Regions from separate parts of the Ovis aries genome. Here region 1 is linked to region 2. The links are chromatin contacts, called in public Hi-C maps. All regions are on one chromosome and are shown on one strand. The core of a region is the stretch at or near the end of the contact, and the rest is flanking DNA. Distances in the headings are between cores, read along the strand shown.

Evidence for each region. A called contact is a pair of places that touch in the nucleus more often than the background predicts.
Region 1: a contact with region 2 is called in a Hi-C map of liver, with 1.9 times the contacts expected there. The contact joins the enhancer-like site here to the promoter of KPNA3 in region 2. A contact is called at or near these places in 8 of 16 Hi-C or Micro-C datasets (blood, hypothalamus, liver and 2 more).

Annotation. Positions count from the first base shown.
Region 1 is chr10:19,719,085-19,722,272 of ARS-UI_Ramb_v3.0, forward strand. No RefSeq gene overlaps it. Among named protein-coding and RNA genes, the nearest start is that of SPRYD7, 27 kb to the right of the region's middle. Within about 2 kb of position 1,452, at least 17 of the 54 cell types and tissues checked have an H3K27ac peak or open chromatin away from gene starts, as enhancers often do. A contact at or near this core is called in liver, where this site is marked.
Region 2 is chr10:19,667,771-19,671,118 of ARS-UI_Ramb_v3.0, forward strand. It overlaps KPNA3 (karyopherin subunit alpha 3), which reads right to left and starts at 1,849. Exons shown (of 17, transcript XM_015098074.3): 1 at 1,749-1,849. The coding sequence starts at 1,817. It overlaps LOC132657287 (craniofacial development protein 2-like), which reads right to left and starts at 1,207. Exons shown (of 2, transcript XM_060394361.1): 1 at 1-1,207.

The DNA.
Region 1 (3,188 bases), core at 202-2,701, 51 kb after region 2:
AATACAAAAAGCCAGGGCTTTGTCCACAGGACCACATTGGGACTGGTGAGTGTAACAGAGAAACAAAATTCCAGCCTCCCAGCTGCTCCTCTCTTCACTCCTATACTTAAAAAAAATATATTTGTTTATTTATTTGACTGTATCGGGTCTTAGCTGCGTCACTTGGGATCTTCCTTGCTTCATGCTAGATCTTTCTTTGCAGCCCACAGACTCTCTAGTTATGGTGCACAGGCTTAGTTGCTCCCAAGGCATGTGGGACGTGGGAGCTTAGTTCCACAACCAAGGATTGAACCTCCGTCCCCTGCACTGCAAGGCCGATTCTTAACCACCGAGCAAGTCCCACTCCTATACTCTTAAAAAGAACTGACACAAGGCCAGACAACAAAAAGTCCAGGAAGAACTGACATATTTTGCATGAGCATGGCCTTCATTAAAGAGTGTTTTCTGAATATGGGCTTGGTGTCAGTTCTCCTGTGAGCGCTGCTCTGCCGGATCACAATGGTCCTGTAGGCAGATACCGTCAAGGTTCAGGGCTCCGTGGTGTGCGTGCTATGGGCTCCCAACTGTTGGCAGGATGGATGGGTGGGTGGGTGAATGAACAATTGCCCGAAGGAGCTGGAGATTATCACCTGGACGGACTTGGAGTACAAATTCAGTGTCAAGGAACATCATGTTACACTGGTTATTTTTTCTGGCACGCGAGACTATATCTCGGAGGAAAAACCCTGCTGTTGCCCAGCAGTGTAGACATAAGCCATCAATTACATGCACTCACTACTGTTGTTTTTTAATGTGTCCTGACTCCTCCAGTGGAGGCAATAAACAGTTAAAACATTTGCTCCTACACTGTCCTGAACACTCGTTTGGAGTGGCTGTGAAAATCAACTATCTCAGGAGAAAAGAAGGAAAAGGAATTAACCTCCAATAACTTCACTTTCAGAATGAGTCAGGGCAGCTTAAAAAAAAAATCACCACTGGATGCAAAGAGAGGCAGAGACACAGGGCTGCAGGAGCAACAGCAAGTTCCAAGGAGAAAAGGACAGTATTAGCAAAGGCTGTTTGGTTCTCTTGTCCCTGAGGTCTTTTGGTGGGCCCATGATTAGGTCTGCAAGTCACCTGGCTCCCTCTGGAGAACTGAACACTTGGCGCTTCTTGGACCATAAAGATGTTTTACTGCTTTTGGAGTTGGGAAGAGATGGGTTCTAGTCCGCTGGCTGTGTGGCTTTCGGCCAGTTACTTAACCTCTCTGAGCCTGAACTTAGTTGTGAGAAAGGTTTGTCCAGAGTAAGTGATACAGCACATCGCGCATCAGTGCGCGCTCATCGAAGGGCTGGAAAGTGAGGGGTTTCCGGTTCCCAGAGTTACTGCGAGCAAACTGCGCGGGGAGGAAGGGGGACAGCGCGCCTTCCGCGTGGCCTCAGAGCCGCCTTGCCTCGCTCCAGGGGCGAGTCCAGGCTCGAGTTCTGAAGACAGCGCGCCCCCTAGAGGCCGTCCTCCGGAACAGGTTTCTCCCTACACAGGGCGGAATAGAAACCTTAGGGGCACCCCTGGCCAAAGGCACAGGGTGAAGCGGGGCCGCCCAAAGCTGTCGAAGCCTTTTTCTGTGTTTTCCGAGGGCTTCGAGCGGATTCTGTCGACGGTACCAGGCTGCATCCCCAGGCTGCCGAGCTGACCACAGTCGGGTAAACTGAAAGAAATACTTGGTTTGTTCAAGCAGGAAAGACCTAAGTAATATTTACCGAGTATTCACTCTGTTCCAGTGTGGGAACTGGGTGCTCTTCACTTAACCTTATCTTGTTTAAACTTCTCAGCAGCCCTGCGAGGGAAGGCTTATCCTGTTTTTCTGGTGAGGTAATTGAAGCACCCTAAAAGAAGGTATTTGCACAGTTGAAACACGCCAAAATTGAGATTTGTGTTAATCTGCTTGTTGTTGTTGAGTCGCTCAGTCATGTCCAACTCTTTGTGAAACCATGGACAGTAGCCTACCAGGCTTCTCTGTCCGTGGAATTCCCCAGACAAGAATACTGGAGTGGGTTGCCATTTCCTCCTGCAGGGGATCTTCCCAGGGATCGAACGTGTCTCCTGCATTGGCAGGTGGATTCTTTCACTGAGCCACCAGGGAGGCCATTTGTTAAGACTCCGATAAGAAAAACCCCAGACTGGGTGGTTTAAACAACAGAAATTTATCATCTCACAATTCTGGAGGACAGAAGTCTGAAGTAAGTTGGAGTTGGTTCTTCCTGAGAGAGCCCTGAGGGAGGGATCTTTTCCAGGCCTTTTTTGTTGGCTGGTAGATGGCCGTCTTCACTCCGTATGCATGTCTGTCCCCCAATTTCCTCTTTTTTAAAAAACACCAGTCATATTGGATTAGTAGTAGTTGCGATGTTAGTCTATCAATCATGTCTGACTATTCGGAACCCCATGGCCTGTAGCCCGCCAGGCTCCTCTGTCCATGGAATTCTCCAGGCAAAAATACTGGAGTGGGTGTTCATTTCATTCTCCAGGGGATCTTCCCCACCCAGCTATCGAACCGGGGTCTCTTGCATCGCAGGCAGATTCTTTACCATCTGGGCCACTGGGGAAGCCATATCCAGCAAAACTGTCCTTCAAAAGAGATTAAAGAATATATGGCAATATAAACAAAAAAAAAGAAAACAAACATAAGAAATCTTAGATGTGAAAAATATATCAATAACAGTTGAAAAGAACACATCAGGTGGACAAATAACAGAATGGATAAGGCTGCAGAACAAATTAGCAACTTGGAAGACCAGGTGAAGGAAATCTTTCAGAAGGAAGGAAGAAAGAGATATAAAATATTTTAAATTTTATTTTACAAAAAGATATAAAATATTTTAAATTTTATTTTACAAAAAGATATAAAATATTTTTTAAAAGCTAGGTTATTTGGAAGATAGAAGTATTGAATACTATCATGTGACTGATAAAAGTCCTAGAAAGAGAGGAAAAATAAAATGAAGAGGAAGAAGTGTTCGAGGAGAAACTGAGATAAGTTTTTGTAACTTATAAATGGTGAAAGATTGAATGAGTTATAGAGGAGAAATAATGAAAAAAATCCACACCAGGATATTTTACAGTAAAATTAAGAATTTCAAAAGAAGCAGAGAAAATTCTAAAGTACTGCAGAGGGAAAGAGAAGATTGCAAAAAGAGAAGTCAGATGACATC
Region 2 (3,348 bases), core at 599-3,098:
CAGCAGGCATTTACGTGTGCCTATTATGTGCAGGAGTCCTTTCTAGGTTATCACTGAGTTCCCAGAACACAACAGAGGCAAAAAAAAAAAAAAAAAAAAAAAGACAAAAACCTGTACCAACACCCAGAAGCAGAAAGATTGTTAATTACTTCGATACAAACAATACCAGAATGTTTCAAACTACATTAAGCTTTGCTTTATAACTGGTGTAAGCTTCAAGAACAAATACTGATGGGAAAAGTTCAAAATTAACTTCTATCATCAAGTGGACCAAAAATCAGAGGCAGTCCGCAAATTTCTTGTTGCTATTCCTAAGTTTCACTTTTACTTAAAAGTATTTCTCATAAAAGAAGCTTAACCATGACCACGACAGACATAGATGACCTTAATTTGTCTCAGTCAAATGGGAATTCCACGTATTTCCTAATTAGTATTTAATTTGGCAGCTCCGAAAAATAGCCTGAGTTTTCTGTTTTTCTAGAAAACAGAACGTTGAATGGCATATCCCCACCACCACCACCTTCTCTCTTTAAGACAGGACAAAATGCACACTTTCTTAAGTCACACTGGCCTCTGAGCAAGAATAACAAAACTGCAAATTATGTCACCTGGTATTAGAAAAGGAGGCTGTGGACCTGAAACACCTTCCCCCTAGCAAATCCAGAGGTCAGAGTCCCAGGGAAGTTTCTGCACCACACTACACGGCGTTCAGTAGCTGCAGAGAGACCTCTAGCGCTGCCTGCAGAAGCCGAGTTTGCAAACAGTACCTGCTAATGTCACCTTAATGAGACAATGGCAACATGCTGAGTAGCAACGAACTGAGTGACCGCGATGAATGTTTACAGTTTTGCAACCACTTGGACATTCTACCAGCTTACAGCAAGAGGCCCTCCAAGCCTCTTTATTTCAGTACAACGTGTCAAAGGAATGATCCTTCTATGCACACCCCCTCCGCTACAAGAAAAGGCTAAGAAAACAGGTCCTGGGAGCGGAGGTCGGAACAACGTCTCTTCCAAAGCCCTCCACACAATAGACGGGAAACTATTGTCCACCTTCGGCTTGCTCCAAATGCCAGCGGTTAACGAGAGTACAAGCTGGGAGAAGCTCAGCACGACTGCTCCGGGGAACCGCACCGGGTTATAAGAAAATGGTCCTGGCGCATCCTACCCTCCCCCATCCGCCACCCTCAAACAAGTCGGTTACCCAGCTGGTCCCCACCCCCCTCTGCGGGCCGCCACCGCCCGCCTGGGCCCGGCTCGCCGAAGGTAGGCGCGGGGACCGGCGGAGCCGAGGCTCCATGTGCGGCAGCGCGGGAGGCGCTGAGGGGGCCGTGCCGGGCGGGAGGCTGCACCGCGAGCCGGGCGAGAGCCGCGCCGCCCCCTCAGCGTGGCGGTCGAAAGACCGCGGCCGCAGCATCCCCGGCGCGCGAGGCCCCGGCCCGCGGACCCCGCCTCAGCTCCACACCTCTTCCTCGCCGACAGCAGGCCGCGCCCGCGTGACGGGGCCGAAAACCCCGGCATTTCCCGGTCTCCGCACCGGGCAGCCGCCGCTGGCGGCTGCAGCCCGGACCGCCACCCGCCTCCCGCCGCCCGGCCGCAGGGACGGGAGGCGGCGGCCAACTCCGACCCATCGCGGGCCGGCGAGAACCAGCCCGGTCGCGCCGGCCCCCCGCCCCTCCTCGCCGCCTCAGGGCCGGCGCGACCGGGAGGGCGAGCCGGTTGGGCCCCCCGCCGCGGAAGCACACTCACCTCCACATCTCGGCCCTTATTCTTGAAGCTCTTGATGCGGTGGTTCTCCAAGCCGGGGTTCTCGGCCATGGCTGCGCGCGGCTCTGGCGGCGGCTACTCCTGCGGCTGCGGCGGCGGCGGCGGCGAGTCTTGGCGAGGGAGGGGTAGGTGGGGGAGGGCGGGAGAGGGGAAGGGCGGGGGAGGGGGAGAGGCGAGCACGTTCCGTGACGCCTCCGAGCGCGAGGTGGCAGCAGCGCCGGGGGAAGCTCGGGCCGATGGACGCGAGGGGCGGGGCGGGGCGGGAACAGCGCTGAAGAGAGCCGCGGGCGCCGGAGGGGGCTGGAGTCACGTGACGGCCTCCGGCCTGGATGCTCAGCCGGCTGGACGCGCCTGACGGTTCTCGGAGTGACCCCCACCCCCCGACTCTCTCACCCTCCAGAGAGCCCTTCCTACAACCCTTCGGAGCTTCCAGTCCTGTGCCAGGAATGGAGCCAGACTTGGCGGCTTTTTACTGCCCGTTCAGACCCGGGGCTGCGGCCGGAAACTACAGTTCCCAGCATGCCATTCTTCGGCGGGGGTAATTTTCTCAGCCTGCAAAGCACCCAGAGAATGCCGGGAACCCTAAGCGCGCGGCTTTCTGCGCGGGGCGCTCGGAGAGCCTGGGCGCGGGGCTCCGCCCCCAAGACCGCCTCTGGGCGGGACTGTGGGAGGAGCTTCCCAGGAGACGGCTCTTGCGCCTATTGGGAGGGAGGGGGGCGGGACTTCGAAGGAGGCTTCCAAGAAAATTAGAAACGGATCCATGGTTCCTGCTTTGCTCCTTTGCTTGTTTGGCCGGGGTCACCTAAGACAGCACCCACCTTCACTTGCTGTTCCCTTGCTCTGCTTTGGTTTTATAATTAGCATTTATCTCCACGTTACACATACATATGTATGTTATATGTGTGTTTATGTGTGTGTGTTACCTGGTTTGCCGCATTGGAATTAGCGCAGTAAAAGTAGCGACAGTGGTGGGTCTATTGCTGAAGCCCTTTGTTAATACAGTGCCTGGCACGTCATGAATAACCAATAAATACTTGAACTGATTAGCGCTCTAGCGTCTGTTTTTTCACCATCGTCCCAGGCTCCGTTCTGCAACCTCCACCCTGGCAGTTCCTGTATTCATGTATCCCTAATACCTCATAACTTTCCTTCCAAGGAGTCGTCTTTTAATTTCATGGCTGCAATCACCATCTGCAGTGATTTTGGAGCCCCCCAAAATAAAGTCTGACACTGTTTCCACTGTTTCCCATCTATTTCCCATGAGTGATGGGACCAGATGCCATGATCTTCGTTTTCTGAATGTTGAGCTTTAAGCCAACTTTTTCACTCTCCTCTTTCACTTTCATCAAGAGGCTTTTAGTTCCTCTTCACTTTCTGCCATAAGGGTGGTGTCATCTGCATATCTGAGGTTATTGATATTTCTCCTGGCAATCTTGATTCCAGCTTGTGCTTCTTCCAGCCCAGCGTTTCTCATGATGTACTCTGCATAGAAGTTAAATAAGCAGGGTGACAATATACAGCCTTGACATACTCCTTTTCCTATCTGGAACCAGTCTGTTGTTCCATGTCCAGTTCTAACTGT